Linked DNA regions of Pan troglodytes: region 2 is linked to region 1. Evidence: chromatin contacts called from public HiChIP or PLAC-seq data. All regions are on one chromosome and are shown on one strand. The core of a region is the stretch at or near the end of the contact, and the rest is flanking DNA. Distances in the headings are between cores, read along the strand shown.

Region 1 (4,711 bases), core at 1,637-4,136:
ACGGCCAGAGGTAGCTCCATATCTGCTGTCTTCTTCCCACAGCCACTTCATGACAGCAGATCCCAGATTCATGATTTGATTCTAGATCTTGAGCAAGAGCCGTGTGTAATGCATTACTGGCACTTAATTACCTTTGCAAAGGTAGCAGGAATAACTAAATTGAGTTGTTAAAGCTACTACCATTTACGAAAATCAGTCATGCTGCATTATAAACAGATTTTTCAAGATCCACTTAGAAAATCCAGCTTTTCCAAGGACCAATTTCTATGTCAAACTGAATTATAAACTATACACTGGTTAGTGTTTTCTTTACAATGAAAAAAATTGACATTTAGACTTCTAATTAAAAATTCAACCAAACTAAGAAAAAAAACCTGCTTATTGCCTTCCATATACAAAGCACTGTATCAGTCTAAGGTGGAACAGCCACACCCTGAAAAGGTGAGCTCATCCTGCAAGTCAAGAAAAATAAAAATGGCATTGTGCATGTTTCACAAGAGGGCTGTGGTCACAGCCAGAGCCTTGCAGGTCAAATCATGTCCCGTCAGTAGCACTGATCATAGTTCTGCCAATATCCCCGCCACCAGTCAAAGGCACACTGGTCTTACTTTATATGTGGAGGATTACTGCGTATACTTTGGGTCTGCATTAGTCTTTGGAGTAGGGTATAATTATCAAAGTATGTTTAAAAACACACAGGCAGATCTGTTAGGTCCTCTAGAAGAGACTGAGTTCAGATGCATTTTAACTAGAAGATAGAGGTACATTATTTCAAAAAACAATTAATTCACTTTAAAAACCTAAAAGACTGGAGATGATACAAACCTGAGCTGGCACAGGATTGTACGGGTTTTCAGAGAAGAAAACACACAAACTGTAAGGAAAGCTGGAATTTTCTGCAGTGTTTACATTTTATTACCTGGCTAATGGGGACCATGCTTCCTTTTGTGGAGAAGTGACGTCCAAAGGATTACACAAAAGAAAGGGCACCAAGTTGCTGATATAGTCCCCCGGAAACACAAATAAACAGGATTGGGTTGGAAGCCCTGGGCCACTTCAAAGAAAAAAATCAAGTCAATGGTAATAGTAAGAAATGAAAACAGGCAGGGTAGCTTGCTTTCTGTGTTTAAAACTATTAAACCCGGTAGGTAAAGCCCATTTGGCTTTAAGGTTTTATTAGGCTCTCACAGACCCCATCTCCACCCCCACACACATTGCTAATCACAGTAGACCCCAGCTGTGATTCCCATCCACCCCTAGGCAAGGAGAGGGGGCTTCCCACTGTGAAAGAAAATGCCTTCTCAGACAAGAACTATGCTCCAGTCCTGACTTTCAACAAGGCAAGCAGGGAGCTTCCTCCATGCTGGGAAAATGGCATACAGTACTTCACCTGCCAGGTACATTAAATTTGTCAACTCTGCTTCACGTCGCGAGTGTAGGGAATGTGTTTGCTTTTTAGATTTCAAATCGGATTAAAATAATTAAGTTTTCTAAACAACAATGCCATGCTTAAACCGAAGGACACGCCCTAGAACAAGAGCTAACAAGAACTAGCCTGACCGGTAAAGTAGACTGAAATATCTATTGAAAACGTTAACTGCTAAAACTGCCTGAAAGGGCTTTTTTAAATGAGAAAGTTTTTTCAGCTATATCAAGTTGAACGAATCCACTGATATTAGGGAAGGCACGTTATTTCAATATTTATATTTTAATCATAAGAAGAAACAAGAGAAGGAAGAGAAATGGGAAGAAATTTCAGGTCTCCAAGAAACTTTGTTCATTATATTTACTCATCTAAACTTGCAATGCTTGAAATAATCTTTCGTACGTAACCGACAAAACCCAGGAAAAAAACTGTACAGTTTGAACTACGGCCTTTTTTTTTTTTTTTTTTTTTCTGTTTCTGAGCTTGATGTTGGCCACCCAAAGCTACTGCTGCTGCATTTGGTTCAGGTCGGATGCATGAGCCCGAGCTCGTCCTAAACAGGCATTCTGAAAAGCACTGGCTCCCCCGACCCTGTGAGGGCCCACCACGCGCGGCGGCTTTTGCAGGCCGCGGCCCCGAGGGCTTCCTGGAGGCGGCGGCGGCGGCGGCGGGCGGGCACTCACCATACTCCATGAGGCTCTGACAGCCCTCCTCGTAGGACCCGCTGCCGCCGCCCTCTTGGGAGCATTTCCACCACAGCGAGGACGTCTGGACGTGGTCGCTAGACTGCAACCAGCCGCGGCCGGCCAGCGCGATGATGTCGAAGGCGATGGCGCTGAGTAGGAGCAGGGGCAGGATCCAGCGGCAGCGCTCGCAGGCCAGGCCGCAGCGGATCATGTTGACGGGCGGCGCGGGGCCGAGCGGAGCGGAGCGGAGCGGGTCGGAGGAGCGCGCGGGACGGGCGACAGCAGAGAGTGGCCTGCGAGCGCGGGCGCCGCCACAAAAGCGAAGAGGCCGCGGGGAGGCGGCTCCCGAGGACGCCGCTCCGGGCGGCCCCACCTAGATTCCGGTGACTCAGAGCGCGCCCGCCCCGACCTGCCCGGCCGGGCCGGGGCGGGCGGGGCCGCTGGTAAACAGGTGGGGCTCGGGTGACACCGGGCGGCGGCGGAAGGCGGCCCGAGGGTCCCGCGCGTCCCACAAGCCTCCAGTCCCGCTCACCTGGTCCTCTCCAGGCGCGAGTTTTATCTTCCTGGCGCACCAACATATACACTTGTTTATCTGCACAGCGCCAGCCTAATATCTGACCCCTGATGTCGCATCGTGGGGCGGTGGTCAGCAGTGCCATATCTGAGTTTTCAGCAGTGTGAGATGGGTGTTCTAATTGCACCTGTGGATAAAGGCTGCACTCCTTTGGACGCGTGCACCCAAACCCAGAAGCCCGTCCCTGACCCCTGCTGACACAGGTGATCCCTTCCTCCTAGGCTCCGCCTTTGCACCTTGGACCGTGGCTCCCCGGGTACTCTTATCTCTGCATGCTATTCTTTCCTGCTGGGTTGCCAGATTTTGGAAAGCGGAGGCGATGCTGAATTTATCTGTGTATCCTTAGTGTCCGGCACCGTGCTTGGATCTCAAGGAGAGCTCAGTGAATTTGATGAATGAACATGTAATTTAACAAATGCTCGCTTCCTTTCGGAAAGGCTTCATCTGGCTTCCCCAGATAATTTCATGTCGCCTCTGCTGCAGTCCACTTCCTATCACGAATCTCTACCTATTTAAACTGCACTCTCTCTACTCTTCATTTACTATTTTGAGGTTTTTCCAAATAAAAATCATACGTCAGCATGCAACCTGCATTTAGGATCCCCCCTTCGGTGTCCTGGGCTAGCTCCCGTCACAGTCCTGACTCCTAAGGTGTGACAGGAAGGGTGGGGTGGCAGCCAGGTGTGCCGCTGAGGACAAAGGAGTTCTCAGTGTCAGGCACCTCGGTGGCCTTGGGAAAATCACTGAAACATCGTATGGGGGTCATGTCTTAACCCTGTACCTCCAAAGATTTCTTCTGAATCCCCTGTGTTTTCTGTTAATTTAATATAAAAGTGGGAACTACTTAAAAATATTTTAAATTGTATTCCAATTTGATATTCTCAATAGAAACAGAATACTCTTTTGACTTATGCCATTTTCTGGCAATTCTTGAGGACAAATAAAAGCATGGAGAAAGTATCTGAAAATACATGAAATAATTTCCCTAGCCTTCATTTTACATAATTCAAGTTTTACATAAACCACGTCCTATATTTTTATTATAGGAAAATATTTTCACTTTCAAAGAACACAAGAGGGTGTTCTGCCAAAAGTTAACTTTGTATCGTGGAAGCTGTGTGAAGAAAATGCTGATATTTATGTTCTCAGGGTTTTCAAAAGTAATGAAGATATTTGTTTAATTAGCTATGTATAATATATTTGTGAGAAAAAAAATTTCTTATAAGTCAAATACTGACCAGAAGCAAAGTGGCTTCAGACAAAATGAGAGTTTTGCAGGCATCTTAATATCTCTGAATAATTTTGGACTTGATATATATAATTTATTTTTGTTATTCAATGAAACCATTTCCGATGGGCTTGAGGAAAAGAGCTCATTAATGCTGAGGTGAACACAAAGAGATTAGCTCTTCACAATTTCTAGAAGAGACCACATTGACCCTGGTGGGTTTCCAACAATAATATACCCAACATGTGGTGCAGACTCTGGAACCGGATGGTTCAGGTTTACACGCTTTCTCGTATTCGCTGTGTGACACTGGGCAGGTTAGTTCAGTTTTTTTGCCTCCATTTCCTCATCTGTAAGACAGACAGTGCTAACCTCAGTGTTTTAATGATTGTTAAAAGAGCAAATCCATCTAAAGTGCTCAAGAAAGTTCCTGCATGTAGTAAGGGTTGATGATGATGATGATGATTTTTCATATAGGTTTTCCACTTTTGAACATTGAAAGAGGGGAATGTCCATGTTTCTAAAGGGCAAATTCTATAGGTGAATACCAACTGTAAGTGACTAAGTTATTTTAGACAATGCAATCATTCATCCTAGCCATATTCATAAAATGATGGCTCATAGAGAACAGTAGGCAGTTGGATAGTTCCCCCTGCTGGACAATGTAGGGATTGCGCCTGAGCACTGAGCACTTGGCAAAAATGTAAATTGTACCTACAGAAAGTTTTTTTTAAATTGAGGCTTGACTGACATACAAAAAAGTGTATATATTTAATATATACAACTTGACGAATTTG
Region 2 (4,901 bases), core at 856-3,355, 670 kb after region 1:
TATTTTTTTATTTTTTTGAGACAGGGTCTCATTTTGTAACCCAGGCTGGAGCACAGTGACATGATCATGGCTCACTGCAGCCTTGACCTCCTGGGTTCAGGTGATCCTCCCACCTCAGCCACCCAAGCAGCTGGGACTACAGGCCTGCATCACCATGCCCAGCTAATTTTTGTATTTCTTGTAAAGACAGGGTTTTGCTATGTTGCCCAGGCTGGTCTCCAGCTCTTAGGTTCAAGCTATTTGTCTGCCTCAGCCTCCCAAAGTGCGGGATTACAGGCAAAAGCCACCGTGCCTGGCACTCAAGGACTCATTTTCTTCAGATCATTCCATGGCTGGCTCATGCACTTTATTCATATCTCTACCTCAAAGCTGCATTTTCGGGAAGGCCTTCCCTGATACTTCTCCTTCAGTACAAACTACTTTTGACCTTAAGCTGTTATTTCAGGACTCTCATCTGACTAAATGAAACTATTTTATTTGCATACTAATTTATTGTCAGTCTCTTATATCGGGAATATAAGATCTCTGACTATAAAGCTCTTGTACCTTTTGTTGATAGATGCATCCTGACCTCCTATCACAGGGTGTGGCTAAAATAGGGACTTAAAATAAGTATTCAAAACCTGAATACCTATTTCTGAATACCTGAAACATGTACATTTAGAAGGGTACTTTCCTGTGTCCCTACATCATGTTGGAGGTTGTAAACACAAATGCTACAGGGCTCAGATGGGTACTAAAGACAAAGAAAAACTAGATATTACTTGAACTGAGGTAAAGGAGGCAGATGCTTTCCAGCTTGAACCATTGTTGCCAGGCTACAATGCACATCTAACGTAGTCAGATCTTCCCGTTAATTGATGGGATGCCACATTGTTTTTATTCTTTCAATTTTAGCTGTTAGCAACCAATTTGAAAAAAAAAAATTGCATGTGAATCACCAGTTGCAAGCTCTGTTCATACAAATAAGACAATTCGACATTAATTAAAAGGAGAAACTGGGAAAAGATATTGAGCAGACTGTACAGTAGTGTTTGTAATGGTGAAAAATGGGAAACAACCTAAACATCCATCACTATGGGAATTCCCAAATAATTTGTGACAAATCTATTTGATAAAGTCTAGCTATATTTATCAATGTGGATAGCTCTCAAAAACACAGAATTTGGTGAAAAAATCAAGTTGCAGATCAATACACAAAATATAATAGCATTCATGTAAAACTTCAAATGCCCCAAACCATTCTACATATTGTTTATAATACATAGTAATAGTTTAAATATAGAAACCTAGATTGGCAAGATACATATCAAATTCATGATCCTGGTTGCCTCTCTGAGGGTGGTAGTAGAATGGGACTGAGAATAGGGAACACCTTCTTTATCTGTAATGCTCCATTTCTTTCATTCATAAATCTGTTCGTTCTGGATAGTGGGTGCGTTGTTTATTCTGTGCTTTTTTTTTTTTAAACATTTCAATAGTTTTTTTTTGTTTTTTTTTTTTTTAAATGGCGGGTGGCGGAAAAACATCCTATCCTAGAAGCCAAGAGACTGGGGTTGTCTTTGCTCTGCCTTTTCTGGCATGGATACAATCTCTAGATATGGTTTCCCCATTAGCTAATGCGGGGGGTGCTATGTGGTGTTCCTCCAGAGTCCCTTCAATCTAAGGACCTGTGAATCTAAAACCTTCCCACCTCCCACTCCCACACCGGGAAGGCTACCCAGACCAGGCAATGAAACGTGCATTTCTTCCCTCATTTAAGATAGATCTCTTTCTCTCAGCCTGCAATTCCTTCTCCAGAGGCTTTAAGTATAGTGGAAGTAGAACTATCTTTGACGACAGAGAGACACCTGCATCAATTAGCCTTTCTGAGCCTCAAATTCCCCATTTGTAAAACAGAGAGTATAACACCTACCCATAAAATTGTAGAGAGGTTTAGATACACCGTTATGTGTAGGGCCCGAACAGAGTAGCTATTAATAGTGGTAACAGACTCTCAATTAGGGGCTCAACATCATGGTCGCTGAACAGAATCACGGTCGCTGAACAGAATCACACTCTTCACGCCGCCTTGGAGCCAAAGTTAGTTTAGCCGCGAGAAGTCCGGGCAGCCAATCGGAAACAACCAAGGAACAGTTGCATGGCGACACTCTGGTTCCGCCTTCGGGCATGCTCGAACAGCATTCTGGGAATTGTAGTTCGGGGGGGGATCTAACGCTCACCGAGGGGCGGAGTAGCTTCCGGAAAGGGTACTGCATTTCCCGTTTCTACCTCCACTGCACCCGCTTATTGCGTCTTGCTCCTGGGTCACAGAGCCTAAAACGACACACCCAACACGCCCGCCGGAGTTACAGCTAAAGGAAGGACAGGGGAAGCAATGAAATGCCGAGGGCGGAGCCAAGAGCGACACTGGGGGAGCAGGAAAAGGCGAGGCTTCCGCTTGGGGCATGGAGGCTGTGCCTCTTACGTCACTTCCGTAAACAAACGGAGCTGCGGAGGAGCGGGTCCCGGGATGTGACCGGGGCTCTACTTGTGGCTGCGGCGGTGGCTTCTGAGGCTGTCGGGTCTTTGCGGGTTGCGGAAGGGGGCCCCAATACCCTTCTTCTTCAGGTATGTAGTGGAAGCAAAGGAACCTCCGCAACCTGCCCCTTTAGGCCCTTCCCACCACTCTGGTCACTGCTGGGTACTGGGCGGTGAAGGGTCATCGCTTCGGTAGATTGGGGAAGGGGAATGAGGTGATGTCAGGAGGTATGCCCAGTGGTACTGCTTGGAGGCAAGACCTGGCACTTAAAACCACTGTGTGAATAAGTAACTATGAGCAGTTTACTTATTATGCCTTCTCTAAAACATTATTTGCTGTTTGATATACAGGAAGGGTTTCAGTGCTCTTGTGACAGATGTAATTTTCCAAAAACGAGGAAATCGCGAGTGCTGGTTCCGCAGAATATTGTGGTTTAGACCACCACTGGTTTATTTGCATTGCTTTACTTCCTAGGTTTTTTTTTCTTGTACCACCAAGTGTGTATTAGCATCGTTAAATTTCAGGCCAGCGTGTTTATGCGCATCATACATTTTTACAGATCCTTGCCTCTTCAGAGAACTAATCGTCTCTATTCAGTCATCTTTCAAACTCTCATTTAATTTGTGTTGCATGTTGAAACAACACCAGAATTATTGTTCTGTTACAAAAAATGCTTCTTAAAAGAAAAATTGTTTGCCAAGGTTTAAGTGGATTGACACCCAGTGGTATCTGGGATTAGAGACTGGGCATTGGAGCCTTTCCCAGAAAGACTCTTCTTTGGCAGTATTGTAGCTCCAGTTGTAATTGTCTAGCGTCAGCCAATTTAAGCTCAGTGGTTTAAATTCCAGTGCCAGTGGCACTAAGTCCAGGCAAAAGGAAAAAGAAAAATTTATTGAATTCATCAAATAATTATTTTAAGCGACAGCAATGGGTTTGAATCTTTTTGAATGGTCATGGCATGCCTAAATTAAACATAGCATGCCAAAAACGGCCTAATGTTTCTAGAAGGCAATTTACAACCTGATGAGGTAGATAGCCATATAAATTCATCTTATGATATATGAAATAATGAAGTTAAGAAAAATTTAACACTATGCACAAATAAAGTATGGAAGGGTTTTTTTTGTTTTGTTTTGTTTTGTTTTTGAGATGGAGTCTCGCTCTGTCGCAGTGGCACCATCTCGGCTCAGGGCAAGCTCCGCCTCCCGGGTTCACGCCATTGTCCTGCCTCAGCCTCCTGAGTAGCTGGGACTACAGGCGCCGGCCACCACTCCCGGCTAATTTTTTGTATTTTTAGTAGAGACGGGGTTTCACCGTGTTAGCCAGGATGGTCTCGATCTCCTGACCTCGTGATCCGCCCGCCTTGGCCTTCCAAAGTGCTGGGATTACAGGCGTGAGCCCGGCCGGAACGGTATTTTTTAAATAGATGGATGTTAGAAAATAGAGCGGATTAATAGATAAAGTAAGGGGATTGTGTAGGGATAACTAGGAGGCCTTACACCTATTCCCCATGGAAGGGCCGTCTGTAACTTCACATTGTTAACTTTTTTGATATGGGCAAAACTAAATATATATCATAAAATTCACGTTTGTTTGGAAATGGTTAGAGAAAGTATATTCAAAATAGGCAACGAACAAGTTTGATTTTCTAGAACTTCACTTATCACCAAGCTAGAATCATTATTAGCCCTAGCTAGAAACTGAGTTTCTGTTTAGTAGTTGAAGTAAGGCTTCTAGTTGATTTTTAAAATGCTAGTAAAATCCCTATGACAATTATACATCTGTTTGAATCTACTTGGTTCTTCTTAAGCATACATTTTGGAAGAAAGACCTAAAGGCCACCTGAAGCTTGAATCAGGCTGGGAATAGTATGTGGATCATTTGTTTATTGTTTATATATTGTTCCCCTTGTAAAATGTAGGCTTCTTGCAGGCAAACACCTTGTTCAGTGCCGTCTCTCCAGTACCCACAATAGTGTCTGGCTTGTGGAAGAGAATCAGTAAATATTTGTAGGATGAAGAAATAAAGAAAATGGTAAAACAAAACAAAACAAAACAAAAACTGTCTACCAGACAATTTTGCTAGGGGCTTATGGGTACATAGTAGAGTACATTAAACTTAAGAGACCCATTTTCTAACTTTCTCTTATGCCCTCTGGAATTCTTGATCCTCTTTTGACCTGTGAAATGGGTCTTTGAATTTCTTTCATGTTTGCATATTATAGCATACATATATAATTGCTGTATTTCCTTATTTAGGTCTTAAGAAGCTGGCCGTGGTGCAATAAGGAACTTAAAACAATGGAAGAGCGGAAAGTGAAGAGGAGGAGTCCTAAGTCTTTTAGTGCCCACTGTACTCAGGTTGTCAATGCCAAAAAAAA

What was found. HiChIP or PLAC-seq counts read pairs in DNA pulled down with a chosen protein or histone mark.
Region 2: an H3K4me3 HiChIP or PLAC-seq map of stem cell-derived excitatory neurons shows a contact between it and region 1, with 4 times the contacts expected there. The contact joins the promoter of CCDC28A here to the promoter of PERP in region 1. A contact is called at or near these places in 2 of 7 Hi-C or Micro-C datasets (induced pluripotent stem cells and stem cell-derived neural progenitor cells), 1 of 1 datasets of contacts at active chromatin or transcription factors (stem cell-derived excitatory neurons) and 1 of 1 other capture datasets (stem cell-derived neural stem cells).

Annotation. Positions count from the first base shown.
Region 1 is chr5:149,952,233-149,956,943 of NHGRI_mPanTro3-v2.0_pri, forward strand. It overlaps PERP (p53 apoptosis effector related to PMP22), which reads right to left and starts at 2,887. Exons shown (of 3, transcript XM_016956382.4): 1 at 2,110-2,887. The coding sequence starts at 2,323.
Region 2 is chr5:150,623,789-150,628,689 of NHGRI_mPanTro3-v2.0_pri, forward strand. It overlaps CCDC28A (coiled-coil domain containing 28A), which reads left to right and starts at 2,106. Exons shown (of 6, transcript XM_001171714.6): 1 at 2,106-2,610; 2 at 4,780-4,901. The coding sequence starts at 2,383. LOC104007004 (a long non-coding RNA gene) reads right to left here and starts at 2,222. Exons shown (of 5, transcript XR_008548677.1): 1 at 1,916-2,222.